Linked DNA regions of Macaca mulatta: region 2 is linked to region 1. The links are chromatin contacts, called in public Hi-C maps. All regions are on one chromosome and are shown on one strand. The core of a region is the stretch at or near the end of the contact, and the rest is flanking DNA. Distances in the headings are between cores, read along the strand shown. Region 1 holds the start of PPP1CA (protein phosphatase 1 catalytic subunit alpha). Region 2 holds the start of AIP (aryl hydrocarbon receptor interacting protein).

Evidence for each region. Hi-C and Micro-C count contacts between places; a contact is called where the count stands out from the background.
Region 2: a contact with region 1 is called in a Hi-C map of blood, with 3 times the contacts expected there. The contact joins the promoter of AIP here to the promoter of PPP1CA in region 1. A contact is called at or near these places in 2 of 14 Hi-C or Micro-C datasets (CD4 T cells and blood).

What each region holds. Positions count from the first base shown.
Region 1 is chr14:6,980,002-6,985,683 of T2T-MMU8v2.0, forward strand. PPP1CA (protein phosphatase 1 catalytic subunit alpha) reads left to right here and starts at 3,370. Exons shown (of 6, transcript XM_077962064.1): 1 at 3,370-3,500; 2 at 4,308-4,538; 3 at 5,566-5,670. The coding sequence starts at 3,446. TBC1D10C (TBC1 domain family member 10C) reads right to left here and starts at 1,012. Exons shown (of 9, transcript NM_001260757.1): 1 at 841-1,012; 2 at 15-114. The coding sequence starts at 992.
Region 2 is chr14:6,897,117-6,902,798 of T2T-MMU8v2.0, forward strand. AIP (aryl hydrocarbon receptor interacting protein) reads right to left here and starts at 3,272. Exons shown (of 6, transcript NM_001194313.1): 1 at 3,042-3,272. The coding sequence starts at 3,140.

The DNA of each region.
Region 1 (5,682 bases), core at 2,120-4,619:
GCCCTGCCCCTCACCTTCTTGTACCGCCGGGACATGGTTTTCTCCCAGTGCAAGGTCATCTCCACCCACTTCATCTCCCGCTGGCGGATGAGGTCTGCAGGCGGGTGGCCCGGCCTGGGAAGGCATGGCACAGGTATCCAGGCGCTGGGCAGCTGTTACCCAGGGCCCACACTGCCACCCTCCAGGCTACCCAGGTGAACCCAGCTCCTGGCCCTAGGGATCTCTGGGAGCCCTGTCGGGTGACCTGTGACCCAGGAGCCACCAATGCTTGTCATGGGGACAGGAAAGGATGTGGCCCCAATGTGGGCAGAAGCAGGAGATTGAAGGGGTGAGTGGGTGTGTGTTGGGGGAGGTGCTGATTGGCTGTCACCCAGGACAGGGACACAATTCATAGGGGAAGCTGGCTGGAGAGAGCCCTGGACTGGAAGCCCGGAGTCCCGAGTTTGAATCTGGGTCTGTGTCTGATCTCCTGTGTGACCTGGGGCAAGTTTCTGTCTATATCTGGACTTGTGTTTCTGTCTGTAGCTTGGGGAAAGGGGGAAGGAGGAGGTATGGGTCTGTGATTCGGATCTGGGATTCCTGAGCCAGAGGTTCAAAGGGGAAGGATGTTCTGCCCCAGTGGTGGGTGCGAACCCTCGGAGGCTGGGGGTAAGAGATGTACAGAGGCCTCCCCGACCCTTCCCACCTTAGTGTTCCACCTGGCGCCTGCGGACGGGTGCTACTGGCTGAGTCCCCCTCCCAATCCCTACCACCAGACCCTCCCGGCCTCCCTCCAGAATTCAGCCCTCAGCCCCCGTCCTCTGTCCCAGCATCCCACCATCCCTCACCCTGCCCCCTTACCCTGGCTCTGCCGAGCTGCCCCCAATGAATCCATAGCGGTCGGCCTGGCGATATGGGCCAGGCCCACTGAGCTCTGAGTCGGACCCCAAAGAGCTGGAGTCATCCTGCAGCTCGGGAGGCTGCACCAGGTCCTCCCCCAGGGCCTGGGCCATGGTGCCCGGGGCCTTCAATGCCACAGGCAGAGAAAGTGGGGAGAACCAGTGTGAGGGGCCACTCCCGGCCAGCCTGGGGCCTGGCTGCGGGGTGAGAGTGGGGAGGTTTCAGGGTATCTCACCAAGCCAACTATGTCTCCTCTTTTATGGGGGCGGGGGCTAGGCCCTGCCCTGACAGAAAAGCCAGGCCTCTGTCCGGAGACCCAGCCCCAGGCCCAGCCTCTGTCTCCACCAGCCCAGCTCACCTCCTGCAGCACCTCACCTCCTCCTCTCACTTCCTCCTCCTCCTCACACAGCTTCAGCAACCGCTGGGGGCCCCTCCCAAGGGTGGGGGGTGTCACCCCTTCCTCTCTGAGGCTCTTCCTGCCTGCCCCAGTGCCCCTGAGCTGTGGGCTCCTCCCACCCTCCCCATGGCCCCAGTGACTGAAGGCTTGAGTTCCTGTGCTGGGTGTGGAGGGCCCAGGCCTCTTAGACACAGAGGCCAGGCCACCTCCAATTCTTTTGTTTGTTTCTTTTGAGACAGAGTCTTGCTCTGTTGCCCAGGCTAGAGTGCAGTGGCACGGTCTCAGCTCACTGCAACCTCCACCTCCCAGATTCAAGTGATTCTCCTGCCTCAGTCTTCCAAGTAGCTGGAACTACAGACATGCACTACCATGCCCGGCTACTTTTTGTATTTTTAGTAGAGACAGGGTTTTGCCACATTGGCCAGGCTGGTCTCAAACTCCTGACCTCAGGTGATCTACCCACCTCTGCCTCCCAAAGTGCTGGGATTACAGGCATGAACCACCGCGCCTGGCCTTTGTGTTTGTTTCTTGAGGGTCATGCTCTGTCACCCAGGCTGGAGTGTAATGGCAGGATCTGGGCTCACTGCAACCCCCACCTCCTGGTCTCAAGAGATCCTCCTGCCTCAGCCTCCCTAGTAGCTGGGACTGCAGGCGTGCACCACCATGCCCAGCTAATTTTTGTATTTTTTTGTTGAGATGAGGTTTCGCCGTGTTGCCCAGGCTGGACGCAAGAGACCATCCCACCTCAGCCTCCCAAAGTGCTGGAATTACAGGCCTAAGCCGCCACAGCAGGCCCACCTCCAGTTCTGAGGTTACTGGCATGTAAAGCACCCAACTCAGGGTTCCAACAAGAATTAAGGTTAATTTATCGTCTGCTCCTTTGAGACAGAGTCTCACACTGTCACCTCGGCTAGGGGGTGCAATGGGCCTTGGCCCACTGCAACCTCCGCCTCCCAGGTTCAAGTGATTCTCCTGCCTCAGCCTCCCCAATAGCTGAGATTACAGGCGGCTGCCATCATGCCCAGCTAACTTTTTGTATTTTTAGAGAGATGGGGTTTCACCATGTTGGCCAGGCTGGTCTTGAACTCCTGACCTCAAACGATCCTCCCACCTCAGCCTCCCAAAGCGCTGGAATTACAGGCGTGAGCCACTGCACCCAGCCATGTCTGCTCATATAGTAATTCTTTTTACGTGCACACCCTGCAATATTACTGTGCTACTCAAAAGCTAATTATGGGGCCAGGCTTGTTGGCTCACGCCTGTAACCCCCCCAGGACTTTGGGAGGTCGAGGCCAGTGGATCACTTGAGGTTAGGAGTTCAAGACCAGCCGGGCCAATATGGCGAAACCCCACCTCTGCTAAACACACAAAAACCAGGCGCAGTGGCGCGCGCCTGCAATCCCAGCTACTCCAGAGGCTGAGGCAGGAGAACCCCTTGAACCTGGGAAGCGAATGTTGCAGTGAGCCAAAGTCGCGCCACTGCACTCCAGCTTAGGCGACAGAGCAAAACTCTGTCTCAAAAAAAATAAATAAATAAAAGCTAATTATGGGACTTGTAAGAAAATATTAATTTATCATGCCCCAAGGACCAAAGTGCGCTGGAAGTTCAGCCGTAGCTGTCTTTGAGTGTGGTCAGCCGCCTGGGGGCCACGGAGACCCACGAAAAAGGGGGTCGTACGTGAATGCGAGGTCCAGGTCTTGCACCAGTCTGTTCATATCTCTTGAGCCTCAGTTTCCTTTCCTGCACTTCGAGCAGTTAACCCTCAGTGCCTAGCAGCCGGTTATTAATATATTCACAACACCCTCCACCCAGGGCAGGGGTGGGAACGGCTGTTCTGCTTTTGAAAGAGAAAAACAACTTCCACAGTTCTTCCGGCCCCACATCCTCTGAACCGGGCTGGGCGCCTCCTCTGGGGCGTAACCAGTTGGACGCGCCCCCGACAGACCCCGCCGCCAAGGCCCCGCCCCCCAGGCCGCGGCGCTTCACGTCCAGCGGGGGCGCTAGAGCGCGGGGGACCGGGCGGGGCGGGCCCGGGAGGCCCGGAGGCGGGGCCGCGGGCCGGGGGCGGACTGGGGCGGGCGGAAGGAGAGCCAGGCCGGAAGGAGGCTGCCGGAGGGCGGGAGGCAGGAGCGGGCCCGGAGCTGCTGGGCTGGAGCGGCGGCGCCGCCATGTCCGATAGCGAGAAGCTCAACCTTGACTCGATCATCGGGCGCCTGCTAGAAGGTTGGTCGCGGCGGGGGAGGCCTGCGTCCGCCGCTCCCGGGCCCCCTGCCGGGCCCGGAAGTGGCGCGCGGGCGGGCCCCCGGGGCCAGCTTAGACTGGGCGGGGACGGGCCGCGAGGTTCGGTGGCCGCAGCCGCCCCCCCGCGGACGCGCCTGAGAGGTCCTGGGCCCGCTCCGACGCGCGGAGCAGCCCCCTCTCCCGGGCCGGGGGCGCACGGGTTGCCTGGGTTCTTGAGGCGAGGGAGAAACCCGGGAAGCCCGGTCCAGGAAGGGGTCCTGCGCTGTGAGGTGTTTGGGTGGCAGCCCCCTGCGCACGACAGTCGCCTCCCGAGGCGCTGAGGGTAGTTGGGGGCTTCCCTTGGGAGGCTTGAGGCCGAGGTCCCGGGAGGCTCAGCAGCAACAGCTGCCTGCGGGCAAGGAGCGGCCGAGGAGGCCTAGGCGCCCCCGGAGGTATCCATGGGGCCACCCGTGTCGCCCACCCTCCACCTGTCAGGGTCCCGGGTCTTGACACCCCATTGCGCCCCCAGTGCAGGGCTCGCGGCCTGGCAAGAATGTACAGCTGACAGAGAACGAGATCCGCGGCCTGTGCCTGAAATCCCGGGAGATTTTCCTGAGCCAGCCCATTCTTCTGGAGCTGGAGGCACCCCTCAAGATCTGCGGTGAGCCCCCCGACCCAGGTCCCCTTGCTTTCCTGAAAGTGGCACTGGCCCCCACAGAGTTCCTGGAGTCCTCCTCCCTTGAGCCCAGTCCTGGTCCTGGGTTCAGGTCTAGACCCTGCATCTAGCTTACCCGATTCCCTGGGTCACAGGTGATATACACGGCCAGTACTATGACCTTCTGCGACTATTTGAGTATGGCGGTTTCCCTCCGGAGAGCAACTACCTCTTTCTGGGGGACTATGTGGACAGGGGCAAGCAGTCCTTGGAGACCATCTGCCTGCTGCTGGCCTATAAGATCAAGTACCCCGAGAACTTCTTCCTGCTCCGTGGGAACCACGAGTGCGCCAGCATCAACCGCATCTACGGTTTCTACGATGAGTGTGAGTGGTCTGAGCGTCTGGGGCTGCCCGGGTCCTGAACCACACTCCTTGTCATTCAGTGGGACCTTCACATTGGCCTGATATCTGACAGACACTTGCTAGACTGTGCACTCCACGAAGGCAGGGCCCAGGTCCGTTCTTGTGCCTGCCCTGCCCCTCCTGGCATGGGGTCTGGGGAATGGTTGCTGACTGAAGGACTGTCCGTATTCTAGTGCTTTCCCCCAGGGCCCTGCCTGGTGACGTTCCCTCTACATTTGCTACTAAGCATTTAGGATGTTTGCAGATGAGCTCTGCTGTCCAGAAGCTGAGATAAACCAGACCTGTACTTGGCCCGGCTCGTGGGCCGGGGCGTGCAAGGAGTGCCAACCCTGAGGCTGGTCCAGATTGGAACTCAGTTTCCAGTGGACTCGGGTGCTTTAGAATTACTTCTGGTGGGAGGCTGAGGCGGGAAGATCACTTGGACTCAGAAGCTCCAAGTTACAGTGAGCTATGATCTTGCCACTGCACTCCAGCCTGGGTGACTGAACAAGACCCTGTTTCTTTACTTTTTTGAGACGGAGTTTCGCTCTTGTTGCCCAGGCTGGAGTGCAGTGGTGTGATCTCAGTTCACTACAACCTCCATCTCCCGGGTTCAAGCGATTCTCCTGCCTCAGCCTCCCGAGTAGCTGGGATTACAGGCATGCGACACCACGCCTGGCTAATTTTTTTGTATTTTAGTAGAGACAGGGTTTCTCCATGTTGGTCAGGCTGGTCTTGAACTTCTGACCTCAGGTGATCTGCCTGCTTCAGCCTCCCAAAGTGCTGGGATTACAGGTGTGAGCCACCATGCCCTGCCCAGATCCTGTTTGTTTAAATTACAAATTAAAATAAAAAGTAACTAGAATTACTCCTGGAAGGCTGACAGGCGGCAGGGGTGGGGGTGGTTTGCATTGGTGCCTGACTCTCTCCCATCTGCGGCTGAATAGCCCAGAGACCCCGGCTAAGGGTGGAGCAGGCAGACCCCTCACAGCTACCTCCCTCTGGGCAGGCAAGAGACGCTACAACATCAAACTGTGGAAAACGTTCACTGACTGCTTCAACTGCCTGCCCATTGCGGCCATAGTGGACGAAAAGATCTTTTGCTGCCACGGAGGTGAGCTCTCCT
Region 2 (5,682 bases), core at 2,022-4,521, 83 kb before region 1:
CTCCAGGGGCAGACCATCTCAAAGGCAGGTGGATCACCTGAGGTCAGGAGTTCGAGACCAGCCTGGTCAACCTGGCAAAAACCCGTCTCTACTAAAAATACAAAAATTAGCTGGCCATGGTGGCAGGTGCCTGTAATCCCAGCCACTTGGGAGGCTGAGGCATTAGAATCACCTGAACCTGGAAGGTGGAGGTTGCAGTGAACTGAGATCATGCCACTGCACTCCAGCTTGGGCAACAGAGCAAGACTCTGTCTCAAAAAGAAAAAAAAAAAGAAAAGGTGTTTGAAACCAACTTGGCCAAAATGGTGAAAGCCTGTCTCTACTAAAAACATTAAAAAAATTTAGCCGGGCCTGATGTCGGGCAACTGTAATCTCAGCTACTTGGGAGGCTGAGGCAGGAGAATTGCTTGAACCTGGAAGGCAGAGGTTGCAGTGAGCCGAGATTGCGCCATTGCACTCCAGCCTGGGCAACAGGAGTGAAACTCTGTCTCGGAAAAACACTTTGCAATCATTCTCCAAGCCCACATGTGATCTAATTCTCCGATACATCAAGGCAAGAATCCCCAGGCTACAGAAAGCCCTCTGTCCTTGTGATAAGGAAGGGGGTCTAATTGAGCTGGTTAACATAAGCCGCCTATACACAAACTAAAAGAGCACCCTAGAACACACAGAATTGTAAACATTCACCCCGAGACACTGCCATGAGGTCGGAGCCCCACAGCCTGCCCATCTGTATGCTTCCCCAGAGGTTTGAGCAGCGGGGCACTGAAGAGGCGAGCCACTCCCCATCACACGTCCTGCGAGGGGCACAAGGGAACTTCCCCTTTCAAACGCATGATGTGTTCAACAGCAGCAAGGCCAGTATGGAGGAGCAGAGTGAAGGAGGGGGCAGGGTACACTACGGGGTCAGCAGGGGAGCTCACCCAAGTCAGTAGGGGTGGACCTCACAGGGCCTGTAGGCTATGGTGAGGCCTCTGTTTTTTACTCTGAGATGGAAGCCACTGAGTGGCTCCAAGCAGAAAAGGAATTGAATCTGGCATAGGTTCTGCTGCTGGGACAAGAACAGACCACAGAGGGACAAAAAAGGCAGGAGGAGAGTTAGTTTGCTGCAGTAACCCAGGCAGGAGATGAGGATGGCTTGGACCCAAGCACTGATGGCAGAAATGGTGAGAACTCAGATCCTGGTTGGATATTGAGGATGTGATGTGGGATGCGAGACTGGGAGGACCACAGAGACACTAAGGTTTTTGCCCTGAACAATGAGAAGGTTGTTGGTTCCCCTAACTGACACGGAGAAGCCTCAGGTGGAGCAGGTTAAGTGTGAGTGGCCAACCAGGCTTCCAGGTGGAGATGGTGAGTAGAGAGCTGTATGTCAGGTTTAAGAGACAAGTAATGACTGGAGAGCTGCATCTGGGAGTAATCTGGGCAGGGAGAGTTTTTAGAGATAACACTGGGGGTGGGTGCGGAGTAAAGAGGTTTGAAGATTGAACACTCGACAGGATATGGTTAGACTGGCCCACGCTCTTAACTGCACCATGCTGCATCTCTGAAGTCAGTTTCCGCATCAGTAAAACGGAATCAACAACAGTACCTATCTCACAGAGTAGGAAATAAACGTGTGAAGCATGTAGCACAATGCTTGAATAGTGAGCATTCAATCAGTGCGGGGATTGGTTATTTAACACCACCTGTTCCTGATCTTGGGGTGCCATTGTTCACATCTCTCCTTCTGGTGTCTGTTCCATCCAGGATCTTCCTTGCCAGCCCCTTCTTTCACCACCAACACCCAGTACATGGGGGCATGAACCCACACCACACATCCTGTCTCTTCTTAGAGAAGATCTCTTTTCTTTTTTTTTTTTTTTTTTTTTTTTTGAGACGGAGTCTCGCTCTGCCGCCCAGGCTGGAGTGCAGTGGCCGGATCTCAGCTCACTGCAAGCTCCGCCTCCCGGGTTCACGCCATTCTCCTGCCTCAGCCTCCCGAGTAGCTGGGACTACAGGCGCCCGCCACCGCGCCCGGCTAGTTTTTTTGTATTTTTTTTTAGTAGAGACGGGGTTTCACCGTGTTAGCCAGGATGGTCTTGATCTCCTGACCTCGTGATCCGCCCGTCTCGGCCTCCCAAAGTGCTGGGATTACAGGCTTGAGCCACCGCGCCCGGCCTGAGAAGATCTCTTTTCATATAGCGGATCACTCCAGCCATGCAGCTCCCCTCTAATCTCAGAGCACTTATGCTGTACTGGGCTAGGATGCTTAGCTGCCCGATTCAGCACAGGGCTGGCCAGGCGGCATGTGCTCATTTGCTCAATGTCCATGTCCTGCCTGACTGCTCTGCTGGGCACAGGAGCTGCCCCTGGGAAGTTTCCTACTCTGCAGACAAGTAGCAACTGGAAAAGCACTCCGGGAGGAGGCAACTGCAGAAGCAGGGAAGCCTGGAGTTGTAGGTTGGGGGAGAAGGGGGCAGAGGGGCTGGATATGGGGGCCTGGTAAAAAGGAGACAAGTGGGAGGTTCTTTACTTCCCAGCCCTCATCTGTCCCAAACAAGCCACTAGTGCAGCAGGAAGACTGCCAAAGGGTCCCTGTCTGGGAGACCTGACCTCTGGGCCCTTTCTCCGGCTTTGCACATCCCAGGGCCTCGGGATGTTTAGAGTGGCAGTTGGTCTAAGTGTTTTCGGAAGGCCCTTCCATCTACAAAGGATCATAAGCCTTGAAATCCAGATGCCCTAGGACCACTCCCCGCCCTCGGTTTCCTCCAGCGTGGTGTCTGCCCAAGCACTGAGATCAACCCCCAACCCCAACCCGCTTGTGATGACTGACGGCTTCCCCCACCAATGCTGCTACAAGGCCGAGCCAGGGGGCGGGGCAGACAGGTCCGAATTCACCCCTACTTAAATTCAGCCCAATCAGCGTCGAGCTCTGCATGTGAGCGGTAGGGTCACTGGCCGCTGCCCTCTGGGCATGCGCAACCTCTCGCCTAAGGCCTCCTCCCGCCTCGCATGCGCACCACGCCGCAGAGGGGGAGCGGGGAGGGGTAGACACGAACCTTGGTCCCATCCTGAAAGTCGGGGAGCTCTCCTCGGCCTTCCTGTATCACACGTTTTTGGATCCCGTCCTCCCGGAGTCTTGCGATGATATCCGCCATCCTCCTTCCCCGCTGCTCCCTTTCGGCAACTTCCGGACTCGCTCGGTAGCTTCCGGACTTGCTTCGGCAACTCCTAGAACCTCGGCAGCTTCCAAGCTAGCGCCATTTTGGTTGAGGGCAGAAGCCAAAAGGGACCGAGCGTGGAAATGGTTGGTGATTGGTTCTCTGCGCTGCGACTGAGCGCGCGCGTATGCTCGGGGGCGGAGCCTGGGACTGTCTCGGGGCGGGACCTGAGCCTGTCAAGGAGGCGGGGCCGGGGTCCGCCCCCCGGGCGGGAAGAGGACGTCCCTAACAATTGTGTCACTGAATTGATTGGGACTGCGGCCGTGCGGCACTGTGTTTGAAGTTGTGGATGTAATATAACAGCATTGCAGAGTTAGGAAAATGAAAAGAAAAAAAAACACCCGTAAGCCACACCCTCAAAGCGTTATGATTTTTGTGTATTTTCTTCCGGCTTTTTTTCTTTCGCATATCTAGTATGATTGTCGGGACTCTTGCATCCTGGATCTCTCTCTTTCAAAAAATAAAAAGAGGAAGAGGGAAAGAAAGGTGGACAAGGAGACCAAGAGGGCCCATTGCGGTGTCGGAAATGAGTCATAGTAGTGCCCAATTAATATTAGGGAATAATAGATGGATGATAGAAATTACGTGCTTTAGCGCCGGGCGCGGTGGCTCATGCCTGTAACCCCACCACTTTGGGAGGCCGAGGCTAGAGGATCGCCTGAGCCCGGGAGTTCGAGGCTGCAGTGGGCCGTGTTCGTGCCACTGCACTCCAGGCTAGCTGACAGAGCGAGATGCTGTCTCAAAACAAAACAAAAAAATAAATTCAACAAAAGAAAAGAAAAAAGAGAAGTGGGGTACTTTGGGGCTAAAACAACTTTTTTTTTTCTTTTTTTGAGACGGAGTAGAGCGAGATGCTGTCTCAACAAAACAAAAAATAAAATTAAACAAAAAAAAAGAGAAGTGAGGTACTTTGGGGCTAAAACAACTTTTTTTTCTTTTTTTGAGACTGAGTCTCGCTCTGTCACCCACGCTGGAGTGCAGTGGCGCGATCTCAGCTCACTGCAACCTCTGCCTCCCGGGTTCAAGCAATTCCTTGCCTCAGCCTCCCGCATAGCTGGAACTACAGGCATGCTGCCACGCCCGGCTAATTTTTGTATTTTCAGTAGAGATGGGGTTTCAACATCTGGCGCAGGCTGGTCTTGAACTCCTAGACTCGTGATCCACCCTCCTCGGCCTCCTGAAGTGCTGGGATTACAGGCCTGAGCCCCCGCGCCCAGCCCTAAAACAACGCTTCTGTGCGCCTTTAGAAACTGGCCGTGAATGACAGCAGTAAGCGTCTTCCCTTTTCTGAGGTTTAGCAAATCCAGTACAGGCGGGGCATGGGCTTTCTGCACTCCCTCCTCCAGTCATCACCATCATCGTCGCTGTAAAGGAGTATTGTCTTTCTAATGCGACCCAGGCGCTAAAGGCTTCACATGCATATTTATTTATGTATGTATTTACTTAGTTATTTTTTCTTTAGAGACAGGGTCTCACTTTGTCCCCCAGGCTGGAGTGCAGTGGTAAAATCACTGTTCACTGCAGCCTCCACCTCCTGGGTTCAAAAGACCCTCCTGCCTCAGCTTCCAGAGTAGCTGGGACCACAGGCCCGTGCCACCACACCCAGATAATTTTTTAAAAAAATTTTTTGTAGAGATGGAGTCACTATGATGCTGGTCTCAAAATCCTGGCCTCCAGCGACCCTCCCACCTCACCCTTCCAAACCAATGGGATTACAGGTGTGAGCCACAGTGCCCAGCCACTTCACATATTTGTACTGGTTAATTTCCCAAGAGGTCCTCTGACAGGACCTCTGTGGTGAAAGGGAAAAGTGTTTGTTTCTACCAACACAGAAACTTTACCGGTAAGTTCTACCAAATGTTGTTGTTTTAAGATGGAGTCTCACTCTGTCACCCAGGCTGGAGTGCAGTGGCACAATCTCAGCGCACTGCAACCTCCACCTCCCAGGTTCAAGCGATTCTCGTGCTTCAGCCTCCCGAGTAGCTGGACTACAGGGGTGCCACCACGCCCAGCTAATTTTTGTATTTTTAGTAGAGACGGGGTTTCACCATGTTGGCCAGGATGGTCTAGATCTCTTGACCTCGTGATCCGCCCACCTAGGCCTCCCAAAGTGCTGGGATTACAGACGTGAGCCATCGCACCCGGCCAAGTTCTACCAAATGCTGAAGCAACAAGTAGTCTTATACAGACATGAGGCTAGTTTAATCTTCTTAAATAAAATAGGTAAGTACACCACAAGATAAGACAAAAATACATCTATTTTACTAATAGATATAGATATAAAACTTTTTTTTTTTTGAGATAGAGTCTCGCTCTGTCGCCCAGGTTGCAGTGCAGTGGCACAATCTCAGCTCACTGCAACCTCCGCCCCCTGGGTTCGAGCAATTATCCTGCCTCAGCCTCCCTAGTAGCTGGGATTACAGGCATGCACCACCACGCCCAGCTAATTTTTGTATTTTTAGTAGAAACAGCATTTTGC